Regions from separate parts of the Mus musculus genome. Here regions 1 and 2 are each linked to region 3. Evidence: chromatin contacts called from public Hi-C and HiChIP or PLAC-seq data. All regions are on one chromosome and are shown on one strand. Each heading gives the region's core, a stretch centred on a gene start, on an enhancer-like site or on the middle of the called end of the contact. The rest is flanking DNA. Distances are from core to core; before and after follow the strand shown.

Region 1 (4,173 bases), core at 806-3,305, 820 kb after region 3:
AGTTCCAGGACAGCCAGGGCTATACAGAGAAACCCTGTCTCAAAAAAAAAACAACAAAAAACAAAAACAAAAAACAAATCAACAACAAAAAAGTTTGGTAAGGAGAAAAAGAAAAAAATGAGATAAGAGAACAGAATTTTTAAAGGAAAATTCTTTTGAAACTGTCATAGTGGTGATGAGGCATGACTATTCCAGGACTTGAGAGAGGCAGTGGGGAAGGCAGGCAGATGTCTGAGTTCAAGGCCAGGCTGGTCTATAGAGTGAATTTCAGTATAGCCAGGGCTAAAAAAAAAAAAAAAAAAAAGGAAAGAAAGGATGAAAGAAAGAAGAAAACAAAGAAACTGCCAGAGTCTATTTCTCATAAAAGCAAAGACACTAAAAATAAATGAATAAATAAATTAAAAACCAGTGTTACCACAGATCCAGTGTGTGTTTGTTTGTTCAGTGTATAAGAGGCTCCCTAGAACCCTCTATCAGCCTGGTAAGCATTCAGAACCTTGAGTTCAAAGATAAAGACATCTTGATTCAGAGAACTGATTTGCCCAAGGCTTCACTCTAGTGCAGTAGGCAGTGAATGTGGCTTTAAACAAGGTGTACCAGACACAATGGCCTACACTCCCCCTAAAATCCACGACCTGACCACAAAGTGAGCTGGGTGAGGGTACAAGTCAGAGAATTCTAAAAGGAACATGAAAGACCACAGCCAAGGTACTGCCTCGCGGCTGTCTGCGCCTTCTCCGGGAACAGCATCTCTTGGGTGTGAGAATTCGGTTCAATCAGGAATGAACTTTGTATGGGCGGATGCAGGTCCAGCTGAAAGCCAATGATGTCAACACCCAGCCATTTATTGTCTGACTTTTATTTGCAAAACACAGCCCATACATAACTTAATTCCTGTATTCAAGATGTCTTGGGGGGGGGGGGGGCATCGGGTTGCAAGCAGTTGAGCATCCTCAGGATTGAGAAGCTTCCTGGAGGGTGTAATAAAAAAAATATAACCTGCAGGCAACAGCGGCCACCCCCTGAGGACTTTATTCTTTAAAGCCAGTGTGGGTATTTGGGGTGCACAGAAGCGCTGGTGGGCTAGCCTTCAAGACAGGTACTCACATTGAAGTTGTGTTGAAGGTAGTTTTGGAGTGGCAAAGAAAGCCAGTCCGGAGTAGAGTGGGTATCTAGGGTCAGGGAGCATCTCCTCTTCTGGGACAGGACAGAGTGGGTGCAGAGAAAATTATAGATGGCACATTAGTACCAATATAAATAATTGCACAATTTGCAAGATTAGTCCCAGGGTTAATTACACAGTGAAGGTGAAACGCACTAATCTTTCACAGTATGAGTGGGGTTCTTGACCTTGGCAAGAAGTCAGAGTGGATAAAATAGAAGGGAGAATGAGTGTGATTGACGTAACCGTGTGCTCTAAGCCGGACAAGCTGAGGGCAAGCGCTGGCTCATCAGGCTTTGTGGAAAGTGAAATTCTCTTTTAGATCAGGACTACAGTGGGCACCAGCTTCAGAAGACTTGGAAAAGTCTGGAAATGTGGCCTGAGGAACTGTGCACACATTCAGCGGAGGATGCACCCGAGGGCAGCAGTGATCCTAAGATTGGTAGGCCACCGGCAGGTCCAAGGCTCTGGGAGGTGGCCTGACTCGCACAGCTGGGCGGGAGTGACGCCTTGCTGGAGAGCAGGTGGCCGCGCAGATTGCGCAGTTCCCGGGGAGCGCGCGCGCTGGGGGGCGCGGGGCAGGCGGGGCTAGCGGGGACGCGCTGGGGCGCGGGAGGGGGGCTCTAGGAGCCGGGGGCGGGGCCGAGTGCGCGGGCCTTGGCACGCACGCGCAGACGGGCCGCGGGCCCCAGAGGCAGAGAGGAGGGGGAGCGTGAAATAGGGGGCGGTGTGGAGCGTATTTCCGCTCTGGCGGACAAATAATCCTGGCCAAAGGGGAGGCCCGACTGTCCAGCCCTTTAACCGCGTGGGGGTGCCGGGGGAGAAAAGGGGGGTCGGGGAGGGGGAATCCTGCTCCTTTAATTCCCTCCCCTCTTCCTCCGCCCCGAGTCCGCGAGGACGCTGCGCTGCGCGGGGCCTTGGAACACTCGGCACGAGCTGCCCCCGCCCCTCCCCCTCCCGCCCACGCGGAGCCGGCCCGCGCGCGCACCCCGTGCACCCCCGCGCCTGCGCGCTGCCCCGGCCCTGCCCGTGTGTGGGGGGCGTCGCTGGCCCCGGGGGGGTGGGGGACCAGGGGGGAAAAATCAGCACGCGGAACCGGGCCAGGTGAGAGGCGCGTGCACCCAGGGTCGTGAGTCTGGGTGGGGGGGCGTGCCACGGAGATCTGCGCGTGGGAGGGGGGCGTGCACGACCTGTCCGGGCGGTGGGAGGACGTGAAAAGGGGGACTCACAGCAGCGCGGCCCAGGCTAGAGCGAGGCGGGTGAGGAGTACCTGCAACCGGGGGCCACCCCAGAGTTGCAATCCTCTGGTTTTTTCCCCCCATCCACCCCTTTATCCATTCTCCCGTGGGCGCGCGGGCTGCGGGACTGGGGGGTGTGGACGCCGCTGCCCCGCCCCCGGGAACCACGCCTCCCTCCTCGGAGGGACCGCGCCTCCTTGGAATTGGGGAAACTGAGGGAGGCGCGCCAAGACTAGGGAGGTAGGGATGAGGGGTCTGGAGCCTTGGCCTCCGACAGCCAGAGACCTTTGTCTCTGACTCGTTTCCTTCCCACCCAGGGCAGTCCACTCCCGCCACAATGGCCTCTGGGGTGGAAGTCCTGCGCTTCCAGCTGCCTGGCCACGAGGCCGCAACGTTGCGGAACATGAACCAGCTCCGTGCAGAGGAGCGGTTCTGTGATGTGACCATCGTGGCCGACAGCCTCAAATTCCGTGGCCACAAGGTCATCCTGGCCGCCTGCTCACCGTTCCTCCGGGACCAGTTCTTGCTGAACCCCAGTTCTGAGCTGCAGGTCTCACTGATGCACAGCGCGCGTATTGTGGCGGACTTGCTCCTCTCTTGCTACACAGGCGCCCTGGAGTTCGCAGTCAGGGACATCGTGAACTACCTGACAGCAGCCTCCTACCTGCAAATGGAGCATGTAGTGGAGAAATGCCGGAACGCCCTTAGCCAGTTCATTGAGCCCAAAATAGGCCTTAAAGAAGATGGGGTCAGCGAGGCTAGCCTCCTAAGCAGTGTCAGTGCCACCAAGTCCCTCCTCCCTCCAGCCAGGACCCCAAAGCCAGCTCCAAAACCCCCACCACCACCTCCTCTACCCCCTCCGCTCCTGCGACCGGTGAAGCTGGAGTTTCCGCTGGATGAGGACCTAGAGCTGAAGGCGGAAGAGGAGGATGAGGATGAAGATGAAGATGTTTCTGACATCTGCATCGTCAAAGTGGAGTCGGCTCTAGAAGTGGCACACCGGCTCAAACCCCCTGGAAGCCTAGCCGGGGGTCTGGGTATCGGGGCCTCTGTGAGCAGCCACCTGGGAGAGCTGGCCCAGAGTAGTGTGGCCCCCAACACTGTTACCCCACCGCAAGGGGTGGTGAAGGCATGCTACAGCCTGTCAGAGGACGCGGAAGGGGAAGGCCTGTTGTTGATCCCAGGAGGCCGGGCCAGTGTGGGGGCCACCTCGGGCCTAGTGGAAGCAGCAGCGGTGGCCATGGCTGCCCGGGGGGCGGGGGGCAGTCTGGGGGCAGGGGGTAGCCGGGGACCTCTGCCTGGGGGCTTCTCAAGTGGAAACCCCTTAAAGAACATCAAATGCACCAAATGCCCTGAAGTGTTCCAGGGTGTGGAGAAGCTGGTCTTCCACATGCGTGCGCAACACTTCATCTTCATGTGCCCACGCTGCGGCAAGCAGTTCAACCACAGCAGCAACCTCAACCGCCACATGAACGTCCACCGTGGTGTCAAGTCCCATTCATGTGGCATCTGCGGCAAGTGCTTTACTCAGAAGTCCACACTGCACGATCACCTCAACCTGCACTCAGGAGCCCGGCCCTACCGGTGCTCCTACTGTGACGTGCGCTTTGCCCACAAGCCCGCCATTAGGCGGCACCTCAAGGAGCAGCATGGCAAAACCACAGCTGAGAACGTGCTGGAAGCTGGTGTGGCTGAGATCAATGTCCTCATCCGCTGAAAGGCCAAGAGGCTGGGGGCGGTCCTGGGCCCGGCAGAATTGGGGAGGGGCGGGGT
Region 2 (4,194 bases), core at 160-2,659, 560 kb after region 3:
ACCAGAAGAGGGCATCAGATCTCATTACAGATGGTTGTGAGCCACCACATGGTTGCTGGGAATTGAACTCTGGACCTCTGGAAGAGCAGTCAGTGAGTGCTCTTAACCGCTGAGCCATCTCTCCAGCTCCGAAAGGGTCTTAAGAATAGCCACTGGAGTGATCCTTACTTCCTGTCTCTCAGAATCCCAGGCCTCCGATACACTCCATTCCAGCACGGGTCACAGGTCACATGATGGAGCCATGGTGCGAGTTTAGGCCTCTGACCAACTGAAATGCTTTTAGCTGCTCTGTAATTCCTTAAATCTAAGAACCATGGCCAATGAGCACAGAAGGAACCCTCCCTCCCACTCAGGACACAAACGCCAGAAAGTAGGCCTTAGATAAGGGTCAAGCTCAGACGGGGGTTGGGAGTTAAGAGTGTGCGTTGCTTACCCTGGGAGTAGCAGATGAGGTGCACTCCTTCAGGGGCCTTTTCCATGATGGGGACCACAGCCTCTCGGAACCCTTGTACCTGTTCCCACAGGGGCCGCAAACTCTCTCTGCCATCGAAGAGATCAAGCACTGTCACCACAGTCCCGGTGTGTGTCTGTGGGAAAGGGGCAATGCGGCACTAGGTTGGACAAAGTGTATTCACTGTGCTTGCAGGAACCCCCATCCCTCAGCTCTCCCCGTGCGGGGAGCAGTACCCTGAAAACTAGCCTAGAGGGGCTGGCTGTCTTTCATCTGCCCACGCTTCCTCCCCCAGCCACTTTATATCCATTCAGTATCCCCCACAGACCTCATTGATATAGTCCAGCAGGTGGCGGAAGCTGTATGAACTGTCAAAGAGCCCGTGCACCACGATCACGGGCTTGTAGGACCCGCGGTGGGCTGCGGGGGCTGCGGGCATCAGCAGCGGCAGGAACGGCAGGAGAAGCAAAGCCCAAGCCGAAGGAAGCCTCTGCCTCCATAGCCCCGGCATGCTCCCACCTGAGAAGGAACGAGAGGCCGTGAGGGAGACGACGCCTCTCCACTCCCAACAGACTCACAGCAAGCAACTCTCCGGCCTCCGCTCCTACTCCTGGTCCGTATGAGGGAAGGCTACTTTTAACTTACTCCATCCAGATGGCTCGGCACAAACACCTACCACCTCCATGCACCAATGCTCACCCTAAGTCCCGCCCCCAACTTGGCGCCCAAGGGACTTTGTCCCAAGGCCCAGGATCTCCCTTAAGCATCACCTCGGCCATTCACTACTCTGGGATCTGCAAAGGCCGGGGAACAGCGGCCCAGGACACACGGAGAGTGGAAACTCCCACCTGGTCTGTGTCTGGAGGCTTCGTTCCGCCAGCTGTTTACTTGTACCTAGTCTGTAATCCACCGGATACGGGGATAGGGGGACAAGGAGAGCGCGCAGTGGGATGACGGACGGGGCGCGGGGGGGGGGGGGGGGGTGCTGCTCGGGGTCGCGCAAAGCCGTCACGTCCGGGACTTTCCCTGGCAACAGGGCGAGCGTCCCCTGCAACGCGGACAGCGGACCGGAGGGGCAATGGAACATTCCATTGCACCCAAAGAACTGGGGAGGAAATAGACAGAGCGATCCATTTAGCCGGATGGGGAGAGGCAACAGCAGAAAAAGATAATACTGGGTTTCTAAAGAAGGCATTCCTAGGCTTCAGCTGCATCCAGCCACCCAGGGGTGCAACTTCCCCTCCTTAATGCGGCCCACTTTCCAATCCAGGCTGTCTGGCTTCGTAGCAGAGCCCAAGAAAACGTGCGAGGGGGGAGGTTAGGACTGACGAAAGGCGACTCCCGCTTCTATCGCTGGACGCCAGGCTTGTGTTAGGCCAGAGTGCCAGGCCGATCACAGCTGAAGAGCCCCTCTTCCCACTCCTGCCTGCCCTCCCGCTCCGGATCAGCGCCTTACAACTCTTCACTTTGAAGTGCGTGTTGTGCCCTTGTCTCCGGAGACGCCGAGAGTCCTCCAGGCCCCTCAAGTGAAGTGCAGCCTGACCCAGTTTCTCTGGCCCTACTTTTATCTCCGCATTCACGACCCACCCTCCCGGACCCACCTTATATGGGCGTGGGGCCCCGTGGGCTTCAAGGACTCACCACAGGATTTCCACCAGTCTTTCAATCCTGAGCGACCCCGACAAACTGCTCCTCAGATCCCTGCGGGCTGCTGGCGACACAAACCCTGCCAGTGCAGGCAGACTTCCTCCCCGCTGCGGGCGCTGGCACCACTCGGCCTACCCGTGACCCCTACGGCGCGCCGGAGTGCCAGGGAATAGCCTTTATCCGTCAGTGCTTTTACTTAGCAATTAAATAAGTTTGCAGGGTTTCTGAGCTTCAAGGCCTGTACTCAGGGACTTTGTTTAATCTGAACTTAATAAAACCAGAAGCGTGTATTGAAGATGGTGTGGGAGGGATGGGTCCAAGGTTCCCTCTGATCCATGCACGGTTGAAAAACCAGAACCACCGGTATGAGGCCGTGGGTAAAAATTTCTCAGACCTGGAACGGGCTCAAGCCAGGGCTTTGGAGACTGCTCTCCAGGACGCCACCAGAGGGGCTTTGTCCTAGAGCAACTGTCTCTGGAGAGAGTTGGAAAATCCTAAAGGGGTGTTTCTGATTCTCCTGCTAGGTTTCTGCAAAAAAGGCTCAACTGGTGTAACCTCTGTAGAGGGCCTATCCTTACCCCACCTCCCCACCCACGCCCTTACAAGACACAAAAAGCAAATAAAAAGAGTGGAAGTCACCGCTGTGTCTTGGGTTGACTCCGGGGGTGGATCTGCGTCTTGGGGCAGGAGGAGGGGGGAGAGAGGGAGTGCTTTAAGGAGAGGTTGTGACTGCTGACTGGACCAAGAACTCTTCAGCCCCCAACAAGCACGCTTTTCCAAACCTGCCTGTCACAAACAAGCAATTAGAGCTTGCTTCCCTCTGATGAAGCATTTCAGCTTCTTATAACCCTAGAGAAAGAAGGTACCTGTGTACCCCCACAGGCGCTTTCTTTTTCTCCTTTTCTTTAGCCACAGTCAGCATCTTACCTCTATTGTCAGGCTGTATATGGGGGAGGGGGGGTCTGAACCTCTTGGTTCCACTCTTTGTACAGTTCTGTCTCACACCTGGAGAAACCTAGAACTATCTTGCAGGATGTTCTGAGGGAAACTGAGGGAGCAACCCCATGGATGAGCAGGGACTGCTTGAACGGGGTCTGGAGATAAGTGTGGTAAATCCATTGAGCTGGCTTCTTCTCACAATATAATCACTACAGCGAGTCTTTGCGGGAGAGGCTCTAGAGATTTCTCCCTCCCTCCCTCCTTCTCTTAGTCCCACCCGCCTTGCCTGGTCTTGCCTCCCGGTTTCCATGACAACTCCAAGGGAGCTAAACTGGGGGCTTGACTGCCAGGGTGAGAGGAGGAAAGAGGTGGTCCAGAAGCAGAGAGAAACCGAGTTTTTCGGGGGGAGACTTCTGAAGCTCTCCCCCATCCCTGCCTCGGTCCCTTTAAGCTCCCCCCCAGCCACCCCCCCCCCCCAACACACACTGTCTTCATCTCTCCATTTCCGCGCTGCTGCTGCTACCGCCGCTGCGCCATCCCGGACTGAGACACTAAGACTCCTGCGCCAGCAGTCAGGGGGCCCTGACTCCAGCTTCAGAGACCCTGTCCCAACGATTGCAAACATGTCGTCAGAAAAGTCAGGTAAAAAAAAAACTATATATATATATATCCCTCCCCCAACCCCCTCTGTCATCTCCTACCTAACCTCCACTTGCCCTAATCCCCTTCTTTGACCCCCTCTGGGATGTTGTGTGGCTCAGTTCCATTCCTTCTCTCCATGCATACCCCACCCCCTCCCCTTTCTATATCCCATCCTTCTCTTCCTTCGGGTCAGTCTGCCTCTGTCCCTTGGTCCCTTGTCAACAACATGGGGGGGGGGTGCAGTTTTGAAATGGAAAGGGAGGCAGAGCCAGGTTCTGCAGGGACATCATCCCTGGGAGTGACAGATGGACAGTCACCGGTTCAGTGGCATGGAGACACCCAGTGGAAAAATAACGGAGACTTAATCAGACTGGGTTGTTGGGAAAGTAATATCTAGAAGACAATTTTTTTTCTTCTTTGAGATGAGATTCCCCTCTGTAGCCCAGGCTGGTCTTGAACTTCCCAGTTCTTCACCCTTCCCCGGCTGCTTCACAAGTACAAGGATTACAGGCATG
Region 3 (3,960 bases), core at 380-2,879:
CAGATTCACTAAGTCCTTCCCATCCCAAGTGCGTAAGCAGAAAGAACTGCTGAGGGACACTCTGAGCTTCTAGAAACAATCTCACTCCAAGTTTCCAGTTTCATGAGTTTCATGCCCAAGGTTCATGCCCAAGTTGGAGTGCATTCTTGAGTGTAGCCGTCACTGATTCCTATAAGTAATCGCTCATCCACACTCCACAGTAACGCCATAGACTTAACCCATTGATGACCTGAGTTGTGTTTTGGTGGTGTTCTTACTCTGCTCTGTTGTTGGCTCCCTATCTGAGGTGAGTAGGAATTTATTCACATCTCATTAGGAATGGCATCACGCAATACCTTAAATGAAGTACAGGGATACATACCTCCCTGAGCAGCCCAGATGCACAAGCAAAGCAGATCTTGGCCTTAGTGAAAGGCAACAAAGTAGCTTGCTTCCGTTGGTGGATGCAACCATGTTAGCCCCCTGCTGATCTTGCACTACACGTTGATCTGTTCCTGAGCGGTCTGTGGCTTTCCCCAGTACAGGAGGTGAAAGGATGTGTCCTACTCCTGTTGTGACAGCTCTGGTGTGCAGCCTCGCTGTTTCATCTGTGAAGGGCTCGGAAGGCACACATACTCCACCAAGTGTGGGGCTCATGGTGACACGCTCTCTGGTTGTGTCCACATCGCCCCGTGCAAATCAGGTGGAAGCCACCTGTTCTTGCTGAAGGTTTACCTCAGTCCAGTGGGGATTACTCTTTCTATTCTTTTTAAATGGAGGCTGACCAGGCCAGCTCAGTCGGTCAACAGGGTCTCGAGGGAGGGAGCCAGGATTGAAAAGACAAAGACAACACTATACCATGACTCCAGCCAGCGCTGAGGCTGAAGTAGCTTTATTTTTCTCCAGCCTGCTTTTCTATCATCCTAGGCCCACCCCGCACCCCGCCGATTCTGCACTACACATTGATCTGTTCCTGAGCTGTCCGCGGCTTTCCCCAGTACAGGAGGTGAAAGAGAATGCACACCCTGTTATATCCAGAAGACATGGCCAGGTCTTAGATCAAAGACAAAGTAAGCGAAGGAAGTAGTAAACAAGGACCCCTTGACTTCAGAGGATATGTTAAAGGAAACACTAAAGTATAGAGAGGTATGTTCTTATCAAGGGTGTGTATATGTGTGTGTGTGTGTGTGTGTGTGTATGCGTGTGTGTGAACTCATGTGTGCGGAAGCATGTGTGCACGTGTGAGTTTATGTGCACCAAGAGCATGCAGCTCGTTGTGAAGGCCAAAAGGTAGATCCCCCAGAGCTGCAGTTACAGGTGACAGGGATCTGCTTGACCCAGTGCTAGGATTCAACCTGGGTCTTCTGCAGGAATGGTAAGTGCTTTTAACCACCAAGCCATCTCTCAGCCCCAGGAGCTGAGTCCTTTGCTCTTACGCCATCTTTGTCTTAGTGTTTCTATTCGTTCTCTTTCTCACTGCTGTGACCAGAGCCCTGACAAGAAGCACCATAAGGAAGGAGGAGGTTTAGTGTGGCCTTCAGTTCCAAATGATCTGGCACTTCATGGCGGAAGAGGCATGGCAGTAGCATGAGGCAACTGGTCACACTGCCTCAGCAGTCACGACCTAGACAGACAGGAAATGTACTGGGCTGTAAAACCACATGGCCAGCCCTCCAGTGATCCACTTCCTCTAGCAAGCCTCTATCTCCTACAGAAGAGACCTATCTTCTGTAAGGTCTCAAATAACATAATGGCACCAGCTGGGAGCTAAGTGTACAAATACGGGAGCCCATGTGGGACACAGCCACACAGTGATTCTGTGGTGTTCGGTGGCTTCTGTGTCTACTGAGCTGGGCAGGCAGCTTTTGCTATTCTGACAGCTTAGGGCTCCCTTCTTCTGTAACTTCATTAGCTTGCTAACGGATCTGTTATGCTTTGGGGATGTTATATCCTGAGAGCTAAGGGACACTTTACCTCTCCAGTTCCCCAGTTAAGCCTGAGTTCTCCAGTTATTTTATTTGCCCAATTCTCTAGTGTTGTCTTTGCAGACGGCCCACAAAAGCCACTCAGAGAGCCTTAGACAAAGATTATAAACTCAGCCTGCCCGCCATGGCAGCTACTGATCATTCATGGCTTCACTTAAATTTAAATAATTTAAATCTGACAGCATGATAGTGTCTGATCTTCCAACCTCCATGCTGGCAGACAGCAGATAGACATTTGACAGCAGAGACTTCTGCTGGGGAGGGTGCTCTCAGCATTCTCTGATGGCCGTGTTTAAGGTTACAGTTTGGATCTGGAATGCTCTCCCAGAGTTTTGTGGGTTGATGGCTTGGTCCCTGATGCACTATAGTTCAGAGGTGAGCAGTTAGCAGACCTGGAGCTTGTCAGATTCATCCATTGGTGGATTTAAAAAAAAATTATTTATTTATTTATTTATTTATTTATTTATTTATTTATTGTCTATGAGTACACACACTCTCTCTCTCCCCCTCTCCCCCCCCCATAAAATAAAACTAAACAATTAGTCTTTTAAAAGACCAAGTGTTAGAACAACTTACCCCAGCTTCCTTCCTCAGCCCCACTCTTCCGCCACACTCCCTCAGGACTGTGAGGGAAGTTCAGGCTGAGACTTTCTGATCATGCAGAGGAGCCCTCAGGACAACCACAATATCTTAGCTGCTCATCTAGATCCCGGAGATCTCAGCTGAGCTGGATGAGGGCTGAAAGGATACACACTCAGCTATTAAAATCTCCTTAGAGAGTGAGAGACACTTTCCATCCCTCCTCCTTCTCCTTCGCCTCACCCACAGAAGCCTGGGAACCTGGGGACCTTGTAGTCTAATGGTCAGACCCCTGGCTGGGGCTTCTTCTCTTCCTATAGGACAGCTTTGCTCCGACACTGGTTCCAGTGGCTTCTAGAACTCTCTAGCATTACCTTTCTGCCTTAGACCCTTCTGTGGACAGGAGAGCTTATCGAGGAAATGCTAGCCCCAGCCACCTGCCAGGATTCTCTATTTCATATCTTTGATGCCTGGGCTGTGTGTAGTTCAGGCAGGCCTTGAACCTGCGACCTTCCTGCCTGTGCTGGAGTTGGAGGCTGCTCCTCTACACTCTTCTCACCCTGCTTGCTCTTCCTGTGCCTGGTGATGCCCACTGTCAGGAAGATGAGTCCCAGCACCAGGCCAACCACTCCAATCAGCATCTTGTTTCGGGCAGAGTCAGACTGGATACCTGGGAAGAAGAGAATTCTGGGTTAATGTCCCCTCCCGAGGCACAACACTCCTTAGTGGCTGACAGGGATGCGGATTATCAACATGAAGATCACTGAGAGGGACACACTGTAGGGGAGACTATGTGGAAGGACTCAGAGATGTAGACCTAGGCTAGTGTCTTCAAATAATCACCATGAGGATTTGGACAGCTGCCTTCCAAACAAGGACAGACAAAAAGGCAGATGGAGGAGGTCAGACCCTGCTGTGAGGGCATGGCAGGGGATATCTGCCTCCCTAGACTTCCTTACAGGACCAGATCCCATATCTTCAACAACCCCAGACCAGGAACAGGCTCTCCTCTCGTGCCTCCAGCTCAGAACCAGCCTCAGGTGCCTACAGAAGTTCCTGGGGTGTTCAGGCCCCAGTGTATAAACAGCGAGGGCAGGATAGTGGGTCTTGAGTCAGGTACTGCCTTATCTAAAGGATGTGGATCTAGAAGGGTCCCTTGGGGTGACTCACTCCACTCTACTGTGATGGGGCTCTCCAGGCTGGGGTGCTCCACGTGGCAGGCATACACATCTCCCTGCTGTGGAGTTATCTCCAGCATGAACAGAATCTGGAAGGTCCAGTCCCCATTTCAGATCAGGCTGGTGGACAGGAGTTTCCTCCTGGCTATTCCAGAACCATTGGACTTGAATGACGCCTGGGTAGAAATTTGTCACATGGCAGACCAGCAGGTCATGGTGCTTCAGGGTGACCTTCTTGG

Evidence for each region. Hi-C and Micro-C count contacts between places; a contact is called where the count stands out from the background. HiChIP or PLAC-seq counts read pairs in DNA pulled down with a chosen protein or histone mark.
Region 1: a Hi-C map of B cells shows a contact between it and region 3, with 7 read pairs. The contact joins the promoter of Zbtb12 here to the enhancer-like site in region 3. A contact is called at or near these places in 1 of 484 Hi-C or Micro-C datasets (B cells) and 3 of 115 datasets of contacts at active chromatin or transcription factors (embryonic forebrain, forebrain and large pre-B cells).
Region 2: a contact with region 3 is called in an H3K4me3 HiChIP or PLAC-seq map of bone marrow-derived macrophages, with 4 times the contacts expected there. The contact joins the promoter of Ppt2 here to the enhancer-like site in region 3. A contact is called at or near these places in 6 of 115 datasets of contacts at active chromatin or transcription factors (bone marrow-derived macrophages, embryonic stem cells, large pre-B cells and 2 more) and 3 of 9 other capture datasets (adipose tissue, embryonic stem cells and liver).

What each region holds. Positions count from the first base shown.
Region 1 is chr17:34,892,504-34,896,676 of GRCm38.p6, forward strand. It overlaps Zbtb12 (zinc finger and BTB domain containing 12), which reads left to right and starts at 2,056. Exons shown (of 2, transcript NM_198886.3): 1 at 2,056-2,266; 2 at 2,718-4,173. The coding sequence starts at 2,738. The coding sequence ends at 4,117.
Region 2 is chr17:34,626,026-34,630,219 of GRCm38.p6, forward strand. It overlaps Ppt2 (palmitoyl-protein thioesterase 2), which reads right to left and starts at 1,410. Exons shown (of 9, transcript NM_001302396.1): 1 at 1,300-1,410; 2 at 780-970; 3 at 434-587. The coding sequence starts at 962. It overlaps Prrt1 (proline-rich transmembrane protein 1), which reads left to right and starts at 3,539. Exons shown (of 4, transcript NM_030890.2): 1 at 3,539-3,679. The coding sequence starts at 3,661.
Region 3 is chr17:34,070,667-34,074,626 of GRCm38.p6, forward strand. It overlaps the pseudogene H2-Pb. Among named protein-coding and RNA genes, the nearest start is that of H2-Oa, 20 kb to the right of the region's middle. Within about 2 kb of position 1,630, at least 42 of the 459 cell types and tissues checked have an H3K27ac peak or open chromatin away from gene starts, as enhancers often do. A contact at or near this core is called in B cells and bone marrow-derived macrophages, where this site is marked.